Regions from separate parts of the Xenopus laevis genome. Here region 1 is linked to region 2. The links are chromatin contacts, called in public Hi-C maps. All regions are on one chromosome and are shown on one strand. Each heading gives the region's core, a stretch centred on a gene start, on an enhancer-like site or on the middle of the called end of the contact. The rest is flanking DNA. Distances are from core to core; before and after follow the strand shown.

Region 1 (3,125 bases), core at 118-2,617, 290 kb before region 2:
CAAAGAGTATATAAACATATTTAGCAAATGTACACAGGCTAGTTCATATACAGGTATAGGAATGCTTAGGACCTAGTTTTACATTTACAAAGCAAATAAACCCAGCAGGATTGTTATGCCAGCCATATCGATTCATGCAGCTTAGTTACCATAAAGTACAAGGTACTGTTTTATTATTACAGAGAAAAAGGAAATTATTTTTAAAAAATTTAATTTATTTTTTAGAATGGAGCCTAAGGGAGATGGCCTTCTTGTAATTTTGAGCACAGGTATCCAGATTAAGGATCCCATACCTGTAGTATTACGTGACTATAAAACAGGAGGCGTATCTGTAGTTAGTTGAAGGCTTGTGACCAGTGTATCCTTATGACCTCTGATGAGCATCGGTCATCCAACTAGATTGTAGAGGGAAGTAATAGCTCACATTAGTTAAGAACTAAGCTTAAAGGACAACTAAAGAAGTAGCTAGAAATGTTGCACATTATGTTTTGTACAGCCCAAGGCAACCACGGCTATTTAGCAGGCAAGATCTGTGTCTCCGAAGATGCCCCAGTAGCTCCTCATCTTCTTTTCTGCTGATTCAGTGCACATGCTCTGTGCTGCTGTCACTTACTGAGCTTAGGGACCCACTCACAATATACAGTACACATAGATTAGAAATGTCACACTATAAGGCTGATTAGTAATTAATAAGGATAATTACTACATGGCAGCACAGAAACCAGCGCAACAAGCATCAGAATTTTATAATCAACCCTGTATCAGCTTATATAACAGGCCAACCTCATTTTCTGCTTGATAATTTGCAACAACCCCTAAGCTTAGCTTCTCAAGAGCTGCTCAGAGCCCACTGAGCATGTGAGTATCGCAGACACTTTCCAAGATGGTGACCCCCTGTAACAAGTTTGAAGTCCTGGATCATAGCTGCTGTTGACAAAATGAAACTTTAGGCTGGTGCAATAAATTGAGTAAATAAAACATGGCAGTTTTAGCCATATTCATTTTTAGGATGTAGTTGTCCTTTAAGAGAATATGCAGCTTAAGTAAAACAGTAAATAAAAAAAGTTTATAGTAAAGTGGCACTATTTGTAATTACAATACCAGGGGTAGCTCGCTTAGTGCCGGTGCTTCTGATGGCATTCTCTATGTGTTTATCCTTGCCCTTGCCTAGGGACACCAGCTATATAGACATATCCTAATGTAATTCCCAATGCTTTGTCGGTGACCATTGAGGACGGGGCCATTACTTCAAAATTCATTTATGACATTGCACTGAAGAATTTAAGATCCACCAGGCTGTTGTGCCAGAAGTGAGGCATTTTTCACTGGAATTATGAAATCTGACAGATTAAAAGGTTTCCCTTTTCTTCACTCAGAGCCTTTTAAAAGAAAAAAGCGAGTTCCCCCCCCCCTCTCTTTGCTACACATATGCACATATATATTGTGCTCATGGCAAAATCCTCACTCAGAAGAAGCCATCTTCATCTCCCGCTTCAAGAAATCTTTTGTGCCACAGTTTGAGAACAGATGTTTTCTGCCCCCATGCCGCATTGTGTGTTGCCTGTGCTTGCTAATTGTCAGACGCCAGCTCACGAATGGCGACTTTCGAGGTAACAGAAAGAAAGTCAAGGTCTCTGTTTTACATTAGGAAGGCTTCCTTTTTCTTTATTTAGATATTTTGGGTGTGTGGCAAAATTCTTGACTTCCTAAGGCAGTGACTAATCACCCTAATTCATCAGTCTACTTTCAATATAATCATTGTTCCCAGAAATATTCTTTTTTTTTTTTTTTTTTAAGCCTTGCTGATCAGCCTGGTGATTCAAGCTCCCCTTTCAAATTTCTCTGTTGCTAGTGGGCTGTCCATCATTGGACTCTCTCTTAAGCACATTTGCTCTGCTGAGGTCTAATCATGTCCCTGCCCTGCTTGGGTTGATCTAAGGGTGGAATCCAGCTTTAGTTCTCCTCCTGTTCACAATGCATCACGCAGGCATGGAAACTGGAAGCATGCAAGTTTACGAAGCTGTCTGCGTTTGAAGATTGTTTCATTTAACAAGTCAGTTACTGTTATCCAGATGTTTTATCCTGTAGCTCCTCATTGAATTCAGTGCATAGTTAATCTTCTACCCTTGTAACTAAAGCAGCGCTATTCTCTATTTACACTCATCGTATTGAATTTCTGTTTTCTTACCCAGCCCTTAGATTTTTTAGAGTTATTATTCCTTCTGTTTGGGACTGAATGTGTCTGTTGCAAGGAAAGCAGGTTGTTTCTTTCCTTCCTTCCCAACCCTGAAGGGGTAGATTTCATTTGAGTAAACATGACTGACTTTTTTCAATCATTGTGTATTATTGCTGCTCCGGTATTATAGCAACAGACTGCAGCCCCTTACAGTTTTAGGTGTTTAAGTCAAGGATATCAGAAGCCCTTCAGCAGCCAACCTGCCTGATGAGGGGCTGCTGGGAGTTGCTGAACAACAGCCGCACAGTGGTAGGTAGCACGCCATAATATGAACCATTATAACAATTAACTTAGTCACATCTGTATAGAAATATAAATGCAGTAGGCGGAACACAAATATGCAATGAGTAGATTCCATATCACTTATTTTTGCAATAAGCTGACATGACAAGGAAGATGCTGCACCAGTAATTCACTCATACACATTTTAACTTAATGAAATAATGACCAATAGGACTATGGCATTTCTGTAGTGAATATCGTCCCTTCTCCTTGTAACATCAGAAGCTTAGAGCACTTGCATATGGTATCTTCCACTGTTATTGCCACAGTTCTTAAAAGCATCAGGAGCACAGCTTTTGAAAGGCCATCCAACATCATCCAACGCCAGACCCCCATCTGCCTTGGCCAAGTCATGCCTGAGTACTCTACTTGCGTGGGTGTGTGAAAGTAAACAGACAGGCAATATTGTGATTTACTCAAAATGTCCGGATTAGCAAATATACGCAGCGGTCAAAACTAAGAGTTGTCATTCCTCTCAAAGCAATGCCGTGTGTTACATGTTTATAATATCAGGGTCACTCTTTATCAGAATGTAAATAAGCTTGTTGTACTGTAAACTATCAGGAGACAGTGCAGTAGGGGATTGAGGACTGGAAATAAACTAGTC
Region 2 (3,251 bases), core at 270-2,769:
ACTGTATCACTTGCTTTGCATTCATTTTCCATTTTGAATCTGGCCACCATTAAAGTTACATTTAGCTGTTGCCTCTTTTACAGTAATGAGGAGTTGATTCATGAATCTGCAAAGGAAATTCAAATAAAAACACGAAAAAAAAACCTATTAAAAATATTTGTAATATTCGATTATATTCAATATTCTTTGTGTATAATTTCCCTTTTCCCATGGATGTATAATTACCATAATCACATTAATAACAGTTTCTATTAGAACTTGACTACAGTTTCTTCTAAAAGCAGGCTCTCAAATATAATTCTTAGGTGCTGGAATTATTATTATTTTTTTATTTATTTTTCTTACAATTTTTAGTTTTACTTTCTTCAAGCACAATGCAAATAAAAAGCTTAACTCACCTATTGAAATAAATTCCATTGATTTATACCATAAGTATTATTCCATTTTTCACGCTGCACAAATAGTTCTATTCTACACATCAAAGGAGAGAAATGTCTGTTTTCACTCAAGGTTGTATAAAACTAAACAGAGAAGTCAGAGCCCAAAGTCATGTAAATCAATGAACTCCGAATAATAGTATTTTCTTCATGTGTATTCTATCTTTATATTTCCCCACACACAAACAAGCAGTTTATGTTCGTTTTTTTCTATTTGGATTAAACGATAAAGATATCAATCAAGCAGATTGAATGCATCAGTGTAGCTTATTTCCATTCCATAAACACACGTACCATAGAAAGAAATACAATATGGTAAAAGAGAGAAGAGAACAGGGTGCATTAAGTGAGAATCCTGTGTATAGATGTGCTGGAGGTTATACAAAGTTGTAAATATTCAAGGACGCAGTGACAGTGTTCCTAGATGCGAAAGAGGGGGACTGTGATTCTATCACTGCTGATTTACCTCTTTGACTACTCAATCAATTAACCTGCGATTTCTCCTGTGCTGCAGAAGAGAAGTTCGGGGCAGACAGTGACCAGGAGCTGGACAGGCGAGAGATCAGGAGCGCCAGAAGCCATAGCCCAGTTGGCCACCGTAGCCCCCCTAGTAGCCCCAGACTCGAAGACAGGGGCAAAGACAAGAGCACTCCAGAAAAGAAATCCGACTCCCCAGAAAGTCGCAAGGACGGCAGCGACTCTCTATTCAGCAGCATCAGGAGCTTAGAGAAAGACAAGGCGGAGAGCAGGAGGAAAGAGGACTCTAAAAGTGACCCGGAGTGTGGGAGTTTAAGTAAAGAGACCTTTGCCCCCCTGATGGTACAGACTGATAGCCCACCTCACCTGAGCGCTAGCCATCTGCAAAGCCTGGCTCTCTCAGGCCTCCACGGCCAGCAGTTTTTTAACCCCTTGAACGCCGGACAGCCTTTGTTCATTCACCCGGGACAGTTTACAATGGGCCCGGGAGCCTTCTCTGCCATGGGCATGGGACATTTACTAGCCTCAATGACAGGGGCAGGTGCTCTGGATAATGGCAGCCTTTCCTCAGTGCAGGGGGCAACGGGAGCAGCTAATCCTTTCCCATTTCACTTTTCCCAACACATGCTGGCCTCTCAGGTAAGAGTCATATTCTCTAATGACTGCCCTTGTTTTTATAAAATGTTAATGCTTGTGCGTTTGCCCTGACCCACCACAAGATGTCGCTGTTGTTATTAACCTTGCAAATTAAGAAACATATATAGGCGACTTATTACTTTAGCTGCAATGTCAGTAGAATGATTTATAGTCGGATCTGACATTCTCATGCCCATTTGCACAACGGACACAGTTCTACTGAACTCTTTGGCAAACAGGCTGTTTGTAACCTTTTCATTTTCTTCCTGAATGAACCCGATACAGAGTTTCCAATATCTCTGGGAATTTTCTATGTCTCTGAGAAATAGACCCGGTGCTTGCATTAATATGGCATACAGTTTCATAGTGGTCAGATCGTCTGACTGTCCTGCTTGGCTGCCAATATCTGTCGTGTGTCCTGTTCCATAATACTTCTGGGCTTTATATTTGTAACAAAGAAATGGAATCAGCGATGTACAGTTTTTGTACCTTTAATATTTCATTTTGCACGGGAAATACAATGTAATAAACGTATATTCTGTGCAAAACTGTGCTCTTTTTTGTTTTTTACATTGTGAAAGAAAATGCAGTTATAAGCAACTTGCAGTTTTAAAGTTATTTTTAAATGTAACTTGTAAGGAATATTTGACTGGCTATTTACTCCTGGCTGGGATTCTTGCAACAATATAAAAGAAGCCAGCTGATAATGAACTTTAAGGAGAATTGACATTGTCTCAATAGTCAGAACCAGGGAGTAGAAAGGGATAAAGAATTACAACTTTGTGCTGAAATTCTCTTTACAAATAACTATTGACAATTTATTAATGTATGATTTTTTTTTTTTAAAGTTGCTTAGAATAGAATTTTCTTTCAATAACAATTCTTGGAGGTAGAGTGTCCTGGTGAAGTCGATACATGAAAAAAGTTTACAATTAAAATGTTTTATCTGTGGAATGTTATATAGAATGTTGTGCTTTAAAGGATGGATTGGTGTCTATAAACTGTTAATCTTAGGTGTGTGTATTTTTTTATATGTGAAAGCCTTGAGGAGATTATTACCTAGACCTTTAGATGGGAAGTTGAAAGAACGTTGGGCTGGAAATATATTAAAACTGCTTCCCAATTAACTGGAGTACACCAGGCTGCCAGCAGAGGACGCCCCGCTAGACCCTGTTATACTTCGCATAGGCCTTCAATTATATATATATATATATATATATATATATATATATATATATATATATATATATATATATATGTTTTTGTTTATTTAAATATGTAGTTAAAAGTTGCATCATGTAACAGGTACAGGGCATTGCTTATTATAGCGCTGTGTTGAAAAAAATGGGTGCTTATAGGGATTGTTCTTTTATTTACTGATGGACATTGTATGCTGAATATCTCTCTTCTTTATCCCCTAGGGAATACCAATGCCCGCATTTGGAGGGTTGTTTCCTTATCCCTACACTTACATGGCAGCAGCTGCAGCAGCTGCATCGGCGATGCCAGCTACCAGCGCTGCGACTACTATGCCAAGGAACCCTTTCCTCAGCAGCACAAGGCCCCGCCTCCGCTTTAATCCCTACCAAATCCCGGTGGGCATTCCTCCCAGCACTAACCTCTTGACCACTGGCTTGCCTGGCAGCCTCAACCCGGGATCAGAGAGCTCCAAACCTGGCAGTAGCCGGGAGTCCAGTCCAA

What was found. Hi-C and Micro-C count contacts between places; a contact is called where the count stands out from the background.
Region 1: a Hi-C map of the XL177 cell line shows a contact between it and region 2, with 2.7 times the contacts expected there. The contact joins two enhancer-like sites.

The regions. Positions count from the first base shown.
Region 1 is chr2L:96,274,338-96,277,462 of Xenopus_laevis_v10.1, reverse strand. The region is part of intron 24 of bcas3.L (breast carcinoma-amplified sequence 3); the gene reads left to right. Among protein-coding and RNA genes, the nearest start is that of tbx2.L, 280 kb to the right of the region's middle. Within about 2 kb of position 1,367, at least 1 of the 7 cell types and tissues checked has an H3K27ac peak or open chromatin away from gene starts, as enhancers often do.
Region 2 is chr2L:95,985,524-95,988,774 of Xenopus_laevis_v10.1, reverse strand. tbx2.L (T-box 2 L homeolog) reads left to right here. Exons shown (of 7, transcript NM_001087905.1): 6 at 952-1,553; 7 at 2,972-3,251. Among protein-coding and RNA genes, the nearest start is that of tbx2.L, 10 kb to the left of the region's middle. Within about 2 kb of position 1,519, at least 1 of the 7 cell types and tissues checked has an H3K27ac peak or open chromatin away from gene starts, as enhancers often do.